2 separate regions of the Rattus norvegicus genome follow, and region 1 is linked to region 2. A link is a contact called in public Hi-C data. All regions are on one chromosome and are shown on one strand. The core of a region is the stretch at or near the end of the contact, and the rest is flanking DNA. Distances in the headings are between cores, read along the strand shown. Region 1 overlaps LOC102547807 (a long non-coding RNA gene). Region 2 has its middle 39 kb from the start of Tarbp1.

What was found. Hi-C and Micro-C count contacts between places; a contact is called where the count stands out from the background.
Region 1: a Hi-C map of Schwann cells shows a contact between it and region 2, with 3 times the contacts expected there. The contact joins two enhancer-like sites. A contact is called at or near these places in 5 of 12 Hi-C or Micro-C datasets (the Rat2 cell line, Schwann cells, kidney and 2 more).

What each region holds. Positions count from the first base shown.
Region 1 is chr19:71,725,693-71,731,455 of GRCr8, forward strand. It overlaps LOC102547807 (a long non-coding RNA gene), which reads left to right. Exons shown (of 6, transcript XR_010060536.1): 4 at 1-2,110; 5 at 2,438-2,646; 6 at 3,277-5,763. Among named protein-coding and RNA genes, the nearest start is that of Tomm20, 100 kb to the right of the region's middle. Within about 2 kb of position 2,644, at least 82 of the 93 cell types and tissues checked have an H3K27ac peak or open chromatin away from gene starts, as enhancers often do. A contact at or near this core is called in Schwann cells and prefrontal cortex, where this site is marked.
Region 2 is chr19:71,382,576-71,388,428 of GRCr8, forward strand. No RefSeq gene overlaps it. Among named protein-coding and RNA genes, the nearest start is that of Tarbp1, 39 kb to the left of the region's middle. Within about 2 kb of position 2,311, at least 64 of the 93 cell types and tissues checked have an H3K27ac peak or open chromatin away from gene starts, as enhancers often do. A contact at or near this core is called in Schwann cells and prefrontal cortex, where this site is marked.

The sequences.
Region 1 (5,763 bases), core at 1,394-3,893, 340 kb after region 2:
TTCCTCCCCAACTTGCTTTTTTTTTTTTTTTTTTTTTTTGGTCATGGTGTTTTATTTGCAGCAATGGAAAACTTGACTAAGACAGTTGGGGATTCACTCAGTGACAGAGGATTTGCCTGGCACATGGAGACCCTGCATTTGGTCCCAACACCACACACCCACACCCACACACACACACACACACACACACACACACACAAAACTTTTTAAAGTTTATATATTCATGCTACCCCAACAAAGGACAGTGCTTTCATAATTACTCATTGGGAAATGGGACATTGCCTCATCCTTGGGGTTTCTTGAAGCACCTTCCACCACTGCCTACTGGGCGCAGCCAGGGCTGCTCTTCCTTCCTACGTATCGAGAGAGTCCTGTGAGGGTCCACTAGACCTGGGGAGGTCCCCTGAGAGTCATAGGAAGGACACACCTTTCCCCTAGTGTTTCTGCGGCAACATCAGTTTCTGTTATGTGTACTTCGATTCATGATCCCTGAGAGGCTGGGGAGGGGTTTCGTATCTTCATGGTTGTACACAGACGTTGTTCCATTTCATCTAGCCAAATGGTGTCCCTGGCTACAATAGTCCAATGATAAAGGGCAGGTGACACTATGGGTGAGAGCTGTCGTCCTGCCAAGGACAAAGCACTTGAAAGGAAAATGCAGGCTGAGCTGTGGGACCAGCGATCGCCCTTGAGCCAACCACACACTGGTGCTGTCCGACAGCGTCCTCCTGGTCAGAATCCCTAACTGCACCTGACAGCTGTTCTCAGCACCTCCTCTGACATCAGCCTCCCGTAAAACAAGGTGAAGAAACACAACAGATCCATTCCTACCCAGAGAAGGTGGTCCAATATGAGCTCATGCTCACTGGGGGGCTTCTTACAAAAGCAGAAAAATAAAATCCTCGCATGGGTCTCCCGGCTGCCAGGTGACCCCCTAGCAGGCCCTTTGGCTTTACTGCAGCTTCTTTATCATTCGGACCTGCCAGTTGGAAGGCCGCAGCATGAGGAGCCAAATGGCACTATGCAATTAAGTTGGAAAACACTGCATAAGTGCAACGGAGGCCAGAGCTTTAACAGCCGCATACGGTTTCGCAAAGCGTACTCCGGATCATCAGCCAGCAGTAAAAACACACAGGAGGGAGATGGCCTGGCTGGAAATGAACTGCAAATTGATAAACATGTAGTTGCTAATGCCATGTTTATTATTTTTTTTTCCACTGGGATAAAAATTAACTCTTGCGGCCTTGGCCAGCCGGCAGCTTGAACTCTACCATCTCGGTGATGGAACCGGCTGTTTCTGGAACTTCAGGTTGCAAGTTACTATTGCCAGATCGTATTGGTGAACAGGAACTGTATGTCCAGATAGCAGAACCTCTCAGGGAGAGAGGCTTCAACAAAACACCATAGAACCTGCCGGGGCAGCAAAGAGGACTTCCAGGAGGGAGCCATTTTCAGTATGCTGTTTTAGATCTGTACATGTATGTGTGTGTGTCAGACTGACATATGTGTGTCCGGGCCTGGGGAGGTCAAAGGTCAACCCTGGCTATCATTCTTCCAGAGCTATTCATCCTGGATTTTGAGACAGGGTCTCTCACTGGCTCTGACTCACCAATTAAGCCAGGCTGACCAGCCAGCCCAACCCGGAGAGCAGCCTGTTTCTATTTCCCCAACACTAGGATTGCAAGTCCCACACACAGTTTTTTATGTGGGTTCTGGGGTCTTCGTGCTTGTGTGGCCACCGTGTTACCAGCTGAGCCATCTCACCAGTACTAATCCCTCATTTCAAGTGGAGGAGGCTGGCAACCTCCTGGAAAATCACCTTCCCCTCACAGAAGCCAGCCAGGCTGCAAACTGGGCCTTCTAGAGGCAAAGAAGAGATCGCAAGGGTGCAGGGAGATCATGAGGGCACGGGGTGAGGGTGGGGGGCAAGCCTGAGCAAGCACAGCCAGTCATGTGACAACCCCAGCAGCTGCCCCAGCTGCAGAGCTGACCTCTCTGTCCCCAGGGGCCCTTTTTCATCAGCTGGATCGATTTACTTTAGCTACAGTGCCCTCACAAGCAGGGACTGAATTATGACTCATGGAAATCCCCCTCTGTATCAAGGAATCAGGTAGCTTTCAAACTCTCAACAATTAACGGCTCCTTTGGTCAAAGGAGAATGTGAGGGAGGGAGGAGTTGGTGGGGTGGGGGCGGGGGCGGGGACGGGGGCTGGCAGGGGGTGGGGTGGGGCAGCAAGCTATGGGTTTCCAAACAGGCTGCTCGGTTTCTAGTAAATTAGAAGGGGTGGATGGTGGAGGAATCAGTAATGTTACCCTGTAAAATGCGGTCTTCTTTAACGTCAGCAAGATGTTTCTCTCCCTTTGTCCTTTTGCCCTCCTTCCTCTCTCCTTTCCCTTCCTGTGTCCCTTCCCTCCTCCCAACATCTTTACGTCACAGAGGCACGCTGAAAACAGCTCTGAGTTTTACAACACGGCTTCCAGACTCAGAAGATTCCCCCACACTGACAACACGGAAGGGCAAAATGCAGGCTGTAGTGGGAGGCAGACAAAAAAAAAAGCTCATGTGACTCAAAGCAGGAAGCAGGACACATTGCTGGGAGGAGGCGTCACCACCACAGGCCGTACATTCCTGCCCTGCCTGGCCAGGTTAGCCATCGCCTCCAAGGGAGCATTCCTCTGTGGCAAGAACACTCACTGGTCTCAGACAATCCTGAAATAGAATCTTGGAGAGCATGCGTCCTGCTCTGAGGCCACTCAGCCTGGTGTCCTGGCTCCCCCTGTCTCTTCCACGGAGATGTATTCTCCACACATCGAACAGTAACAGCTGCCCTCCTGTCAGAACAGAGCTGGTGAAAAGAGGATTGCAAGGCTAGCCAAGCACTTTAGAGCCAGACCAGAAGTGCTGCTGTTTCCACTTAAATTGCACTTGCATGTACCCATGCACACATATAATGCATGTGTGCACGCACAGGTTCATGTACATATACCCATGCACATATATAATACATGTGTGCACACACAGGTGCATGTACATATGCACATGCACACACATAATGCATGTGTACACACACAGGTGCATGTGCACATGCACACACATATATGTATATATGAAAGTTTACACACACACACATGCATGTACACATGTGCATGGTGCCTGATTGCTTCCACAGAGCATGCTGTAGGTATTAGAGGGAGTCACTTCCTGGGTGGCTAATCTCAGCAAGGCCACTTGTCTCTGGAGTAAAAGGACTCTTTTTTTTTTTTCCTTGCATGCAGCTTTTTTACAGTTGGATTACATATGCATTATGTACGTGAATATGACGTGACTCTTGGAAGACAGAATACATATATAATATGAAGTGGGTTGGTATGGGAAAGGAGAACTTAAAGGAGCTGGGGGAGAGAAGTTGGGAAGAGGAGGGAGAAATGGGGTGGGGAAGGGGATGTGGGGGAGAGGGGTGGGGGAGGGGAGCGAAGGGAGAAAGATAAAGTGTCATGTCTTCTCTCATATATGGAACTAGATTTAGCTATATTCCCATATATAAATGGCAGGAAAGCAGGAGGCCTTATTTAGAGGGAGGGAGGGAGAGGGACAATGACTGAGGGGCAGGGGAAGGACAGGGGAGGGCAATAGGGAACAAATATAAAATGTATGTATGAAAATGTCACCATGAAATCCATTATTTTATATACTAAAAAAAAATGCTTCAATGTTTCTTTTAAAAATAAGTAGGTTTTAAAGGGACAGGTGTATGGGATAAGGCCTTGACCACAAGGGTTTGTCCTATCAGGCCCAGATGAGGTTCCAGGTGGGGGCGGGGACAAGCAAAGGACAAACCTGGATATCCTGCTGGCCCCTCCATCCTCTGTTCTGGAGAGCAAGGGTATCAGGAGGTCTCAGAACAGGGAGCATTTCGTAAGCCCCAAACAGCATGAGATCATGGGGAAAACACAGACACAGAAAGGAGAGTGGGAATCTAGTCCAAAATTAGAGGGAGAAGATGACAAAATGTGTGTGCAAACACCCTCGGCCTGGGGAACCAGAGACTGCGAGAAATTGTCATGAACAGATAAAGCCATTCAGTAAGAGATCGATCGGGTCCAACTCACAGTGAAGATATATTTAATATGCAGGATGCGTAGATGGACGGATGTGCAACTGAACAAGGAGAATGGGTTGTTTCAGAAAAAAGAGACAGTAAACAGGACTCTGAGCTTTCTGGAGGGGCTGGGCAAGTCTGGAAGATAACAGTGTGTGAGTTAACAATGAAGAACATTCTAGACCCCCATACCCAGAGGTGAATGGGAGTGGGTATGTCTGACCAAAGACAAATCTGTGTGCCTTCCATGGGAACAGTGGGTCCTTATGTGGTCCTGTGTGCTGGAGTCCCACCTCTGCTGTCATGACACCCTATTGGCTACTGTTAAGAGAGGAGGATTACCCTTCTGCTAGCCTACAATGCAAAGGCTCCAAGGAGACTGTAGAAGGTGGAGCTCTAACACAGAAAGTTAAAGCCAGCTTCCTCCCTCTTCTCCTCCCTTCCTCAACTGGAAAAAGTGGACACAGAAGGGAGTTAGGATGGGAAGAAATGGTGGCCACATGCTTTGAGGGTCTGTTTTCCCCTGCATTTAACATTCCAGTACTGCTTGAGAGCTCTGAGTCCCTGAGGCACACACTAAGGCTTCGACTGACAGTAAGGGAGTAGGTGTCTTTTCTTGGGACAACCTGCTAAAGGCTCTCATTTCTTCACTGTATCCTCATGGGGACTTCTTCCTCACAAGAGACATACCTAACTGTTTTGGGGCCACTGCAGAGGTGCTTCACACAGTGGGGCCCTTTTTCATCCTTTCAAATACATCTGTTGTGTGGCAATTTTCTCTACACTAGATCATTCTATCTTAGAAGAGAGTTAAGATTCAGAAAGTAAATGAAGCTTTCAAGGATCCAGAAAGCAACAACAACTCACAAATCTCATGAAGCTCCTGAAACTTACAAGATACACAAAGCTTCTCCCAAAGGCTGTATGAGAAGAAACACTTACTGGAGAGAAGACTCTCCCACCCACCAAACTGCCTGCAAGTAGTATGGGAAGCTCCAGAGACAAAGCTTTGGGGAACCATCGCCCATACCGGAATGGGATTTCCAGTGCTGCAGCTTCCTTTGAGTCATCCAGGAACCTAGAAGTAAAGCCTCCACCACCCTTGCTCATTGATTGCTTCGCCAAGCTGGACTTCAGGGGAATTGTTACTCTGGTCTGTCACTGGTACCCTACGTAGGGTGAATTTGTTCCAATCTCCTCAGGAAAAGTTAGCATAACATACTAATGTCCTGCCCCACAGATGTGCACTGTGCAGCATGTTCCTGACAAGGCACATGCTCCCAACTCAAGTCTCATATCAGACATTTTCCTGAGGACAGTGGTGTTTGGGATGAGACACAGTAAGAGATCCATGCAGAGACCCTGCATGGACAGCATTTTCCTCAGATCACAAGGACAGAAGGAACCTTGATCCCTCTCACATCCCAGGCAACTCACCACACTGACTATGCTGACCTACCCGTCCCAATAAGAATGTTGACTCTTAGCAGAGCCACGAATCCCACCATGAACTTCACAGGTATGCCATTTCCCAAATAAGGGGATGGATACATAGCTGCCGGCAGGTGTTCAAATGAGGGCTTCACAAAGCTGTTCGCTAACAGCACTCGGACAAGTCTGTGTATTTGTGGCATGAGTAAAGATAAAAAGCAGATGTTGTCAC
Region 2 (5,853 bases), core at 1,061-3,560:
ATATGTGTATGTGTGTGCATGTGTTTATGTGTGTATCTGTGTGTTTGTGTGTATGTATATATGTGTGTGCATGTGTTTATATATGTGTGTCTGTGTGTCAGTGTATATGTGTATATGTGTATGTGCATGTGTTTACATGTGTGTTTGTATGTCTCTGTGTGTGCATGTGTATATGTATGTGTGTATGTGTATGTATGTAGGTATGTTTGCGTGTATGTATGTATGTATGTATGTATGTATGTATGTCTACATGTGTGTTATGATTTCCATGCCTGGAAGGAACTGAGTGGCAGCACATAGGCACTACACATGGTTCCTAAACAATGAGGTTCCCACAAAGAGTTTGTCATTTTCACAAGAAGCTCTTGGCCAACTGACAGGTCCCTCCAGTCACCCCACAGCCATTGGTTGTGGTGGCAAAGGAGACAGTGGGAAGCTCAAGGGATACACACTCCAGTTTTCCCTGTGCCCCATACCCTTCCCTAGTCTCTCTGTAGAAATAAGAGCTCTGGGCACTCTTGGTCACCAGACCCTCAGTACCATGCCTGGCAAACCAGACCTGTGCTCATCAGCCATTTTGACATACCAAAGGCCACAGAGAAAGAGCATGAGGGACAAATCCTGCACCTGCTATCACACATGCCTCATGCCTACCTGCTATTTCCCCTGCATGTGACATGTATGTGCGCAGGTGTGAACCTCATATGGGTTTTCATGTGTACACTTGTATGTAACAGTATTCTTTTTTAGAGTGTGCCTCATGTGTATGTGTATACATAAACACATTTGGTTTTATATATAAGAGTTATATAGCCAGGCTGGAGAGATGGCACCACACGCATCATAGGAGACAGAGTGAACTGAAGCTAAGATTACTTCTGTGGTTGAAAGGGAGAGGAAGAAGCACTTTCAGGTGCCCTTACCCAGAGGTAGGTTCACAGCCGCAAACCCCCCAGAGACAGAGGACTCTCAGCCCGCCTTCACTTCTAGGCTCACTGAAGGGACAGCGGCTCCTTCTGCAATCCCTTGTCATGGTCACTGGTGGAACTCGTGATGTTTCAAAGAACCTCAGGGCACCAGGGAGATAGCTCTGTTGGGAGAGTGCTGGCCAAGCACTCGCAAAGCTCTGGGTTCAATTCTCAGGATGGCGGGTGGCACAGCGTCATCATCTGAGCATCTGGGAGATGGACGCCAGAGGATTGGGAGCTTGAGGCTGTTTTTTGCCTTAGGTGGTGAATTTGAGGTCAGCCCAGGATACATAAGACCTTGGGTCAAAAAGAAACAAAGAAAGAAAGGCAGAGAGCCAGGAGACATTAAGAGCTCTTGCATAGGATCAGGTTTAGTTCCCAGCACCCACATGGTGGCTCACTGACATCTGTAACTCCACCCCCAGTCACTCTCTTCTGACTCGTGAGGGCACTGGACATGAACATTGAGTACAGACATGCACGCAGGCAAAATACGCCCCCACACATAAAAATTTTAATAATAATAATAATAATAATAATAATAATAAACTTTCAAAGCACACCTTTCCCTAATCACCACAGAGGAAAGACCCGTTCTCCACATTAAGACATCTAAAGACTGTGATTAATTGGGCAGCAACTGTCTAATGACCTGGAGGTCCATGTAGGGCAAAGGACTCAGCTAGGCTGTCTACAGGGCTTTTTTAGTGCCCCACGTGGTAGGGATTATGGGGCATGGTTCCCTCTACTGCTTCTCCAAGGAAAACATGCCTGACCAGCAGCAGAGATCAATAAAAAGACATCCCGCAGAAAACAAGAGATTTCACAGGGGCGGAGGCAGACGTGCTTTTTTATTTATGGCTCACAATGAGCAGGGGATAGACGTGTGGAGGGTGGTCGGAAAGTCGCTCTTAATCGGGGCCTGTTCTGGGGGTCTTCAGAGCGACCGCTTCTCCCACACTCGGCGAGGGTGGTCAGAAAGCCGCTCTTAATCGGGGCCCGTTCTGGGGGTCTTCAGAGTGACCGCTTCTTCCATACTCGGCACTGTGACCCGGTAATGGGAAGGTTTGGGAGAGCTGGGAGGGGGAATGAGGGCTTTTCCTAAGGAAGGCAGCAGAAAGGCAGCTCTGGGTTGAAGCTGCTGACCGAATCCCTCAAATGTAGATACTGCATCACAGGGCAGCAAAAATCTTCTCAGAGCCTCCCCACCCCCCGTACAAACTCCTGATCCATGAAAGAAATGGGCTCTAAAGATGGCAGCCACGCCATCCGTTAGCTGTTTGGTCACCAACGTGCTTCTAGAGACGGGAAAGAGCTATTCAGCACTAAAGATTTAGGGACGTCTGTTGACATATTAAGGGAGCAGCCTCATGGGAGAGCTGACAAGGCTCCCAGAAACATCACCAAGGGAACGGTGACGCAAATTCGTTTGGTTTTCACAGGCTGGCGCGGGGCCAGACTCCCTGCCTGACAGCTGATGTAACTCCAGTTCCTATCTAGGTTAGCTTGCTTCGATAGTGCCGGCAGAACACACAGCCCCAGTCAGCAGCAAGCTTCTTTTGTAGACCAGAGTGAAAGGATAAAGATATATATCTTCTTTAGATCTTGATGAGTGTCGCATTTTAAATGGGGAGAGATGGGTCAGCGGTGACAAGTACTGGCTGCCCTTCTGGAAGATCAGGGTTCGATTCCCAGCACCCACACAGTAGCTCACAATCATCCAAACTCCAGTTTCAGAGTGCTGATCCCCTCTTCTGACCTCTGTGGGCACTGGGCATGAATGCGGTACACAGACATACAGGCAAACAAAACTCCTAGACACATCTACGTTTTCAAAAAATATTTGTTTTATTTATTTTATGTATGCGAGTTCACTGTCACTGTCTTCAAACACACCAGAAGAGGGCATCTGATCCCATTACAGATGGTTGTGAGCCACCATGTGGTTGCTGGGAATTGAACTCAGGACCTCCGGAAGAGCAGCCAGTGCTCTTAACCACTGAGCCATCTCTCCAGCCCCTATTTTTTTTTTTAAAAATTATTTTTAAAAAGAAAACGTTTGGGTTGGGGATTTAGCTCAGCGGTAGAGCGCTTGCCTAGCAAGCGCAAGGCCCTGGGTTCAGTCCCCAGCTCCGAAAAAAAAAAAAAAAAAAAAAAAGAAAACGTTTACAAAGGATAAGAAAGAAATCTCAGGTCAGCCTAAATCCCACCTTAGCACACCCAGGTGTGCCCAGCAGAGGCAAGCCCGTCACACACAAATGCCATCACTACTTCACAGATACCAGCTCTTAACATTGTTTGACCCACCTAGGGAACAAGATTGTCCCCAGCTGAGCCAGACCATGGCAGGAGAGAAAGCAGGACACATTAGTTGGGGATGCAGAAATAACGACCCTTATAACAGATCGCTGTTTCGAAACGTTCCTCTTAGAGACTGCCGATTTCCAGCCGTTTGACAGTCAATAACGAGAACACGTTTTCACCAGACTCGGCTCAGATGCTGATGGTTGCCCTGTGCCGGGTGTGAGGGGACACTCCACACTCCACTTTCCCCAGGCCTGGCAGTTTTAGCTTTTCCAAAGTGAAGAGGAAGACTAGCTTTTAAAACTTATTAGGTTATCCCAGGATGGAGGAACCTGGGTTGCCTTTCCAGGCCAGTAGCCGAAACGTAATTGCTTCCCTGGCCTTTAGACACGGATAATTAAATCGTCCAGAGAGGGAGGGAGGTGAACAGTAACGGAGACAGAAGAGCCAGGCTGAAAATACAAGGGAAGGACTAGAGATGACCGGATACCAGTCCTTGAAGGCACAGTCTTGATCATAGTTTACAGCACACCCCTCCCTCTCTGCTCTGTTTTTCCTCCCTTCTCCCTCCCTCTCCCCTACCCCCTTTCTTTTCTTCCTTTCTTCCTTTCTTTGTTTATTTTTCGAGACAGGGTCTTTCTGTGTAGTTCAGGCCTTAAACTCACACCAATCTTTCTATCTCAACCTCCCAAGTTTTAGATTACAGGTGTAGGTTAGCCCATTTCTTTGTTCTCTGTGTGTATGCATGTGTGAGTGTGTGCATGCGTGCGTGTGTGTTGATGTATGTGTGAAGACACATGGAGTTGGGAGTCAACCCCAGGTATCATTCCTCAAACGTTATCATTACCTTGTTTTTGAGGCAAGATCTCTCCCTGGCCTGGGTCTAGGGTTTTTTGTTTGTTTGTTTGTTTGTTTGTTTTGATTTTTTTTGCATTGTTTCTGCAGTCTGACTCAGGCCCCTCTACTCACAACTAAGCTGTCTCCCCAGCCCTCACCGAATTTCTTTCAGGTAAGTTTTGAAGCTGTATTGTTTTTCAGCCTAGGAGACATTTAAGGATAAACCTCTGAATTCACTTGAAAAGTTGACATTTGTTCTGTGAGGATTCCTAGATTTGATTCGCTTCTCTCACGAGATCCAAGAGGCTCTGCCTCAAGGAAGATGGCTGGAACCGACAATCGCCGTATTAAAAGAAATAAGTCAGAATCAAAAATTCAAGGGTGGTGTGCTTCTGTGAAAACAAAATCAAACATCAAAACACAAAAATCAAGGCGAGAATCTGGAAGTGGGAGGACCAGAGTTCAGTTCCCAGCACCTACGTTAGGTAACTCAAAACCACTGGAACTCCAGCTCCAGGGGATCTGGCGCCCTCTTGTGGCCTCCAGGGACCCTGCACTCACATGCATAGAAACACATGTACACATAAATAAAAAAGTATATTAAAAAAATTAAAACAGGGGCTGGGGATTTAGCTCAGTGGTAGAGCGCTTACCTAGGAAGCACAAGGCCCTGGGTTCGGTCCCCAGCTCCGAAAAAAAGAACCAAAAAAAAAAAATTAAAACAAACATGTATTCTAGATCTAGGACAATGTAAGGGAACACTGTGCTTTCTGGGGTCTCATATGCTCTACAGGTCACCCGTAATCCTTGGAAATCCCTCTCCTGTGGTCTTACCAGGCCCCATGTCCAGATGCTTCTACAACTTCCTAGACAGTGCCTTCAGCTGGGGAACAAGTGTTCAGACACATGAGCCTGGATGGTTGGATGGTGGTGGAGGGGACCTGCACATTCAAATGGTAACATTTATCTTGATTCAGGAAGAGGAGAGGAAGAATCAAGGCTGTCTCGAAAGTCTGGGTTGTTTCTGTCCCCCAACAACATCTCAACGACATAGTGCCGTAGGGGGCCGAAGGCTTTAAGGCATCAGTTTGAGAGACAAGCTGGCTCCCTTGTTCAAAAGACTCAGCTTGCTTTTCTTGGAAACAACACAGCCCTAGAGTGACACAGCACCAGTTCCTGTATAGGCACTGGGGTCGAGGGTGGGAAGACTGGGGATGGCATGGTGGCAGAGAGACTCGGGCAGGAGAATCTAAATATCTGGGGTTTGTTTTGTTTTGTTTGCTCTTTCTAAGTCAAATAAGGGAAAGACCGAATAAAGAAGCCAGCCAGTGCTCTTTAGTTCCTCCGACTTTCAAGTAGCTTCATTTTTATAGAGCACATCTGTCAGGTTCTTTTAAGGGCAAAATTATCCTAAGCAATCTGCCCCATGGACCTCGTATTTTCAGAAATAAACCTTGCCTTGACAAGCTTCTAACCAGCGAACACAGAAAAGTTCAGGTGCTGTCCCTGGGGAACTCCTCGTCCTCCTGTCCCTCCCTCCCTCCAGAGCGCTGTGTTATGCCTCCACACCCCACTTGGGCAGTTTGGTCTGTGAGCGCTTGTTACTGCTCAACTATTTTAAAAACTTATTTATTTCTATTTTATGTGCACGGGTGCCTTGGCTGCGTGTATGCCTGGGTGAGGATGTTGCATCCCCTGGAACTAGAGTCAAAGACGGTTGTGAGCTGCCATGTGGGCGCTGGGA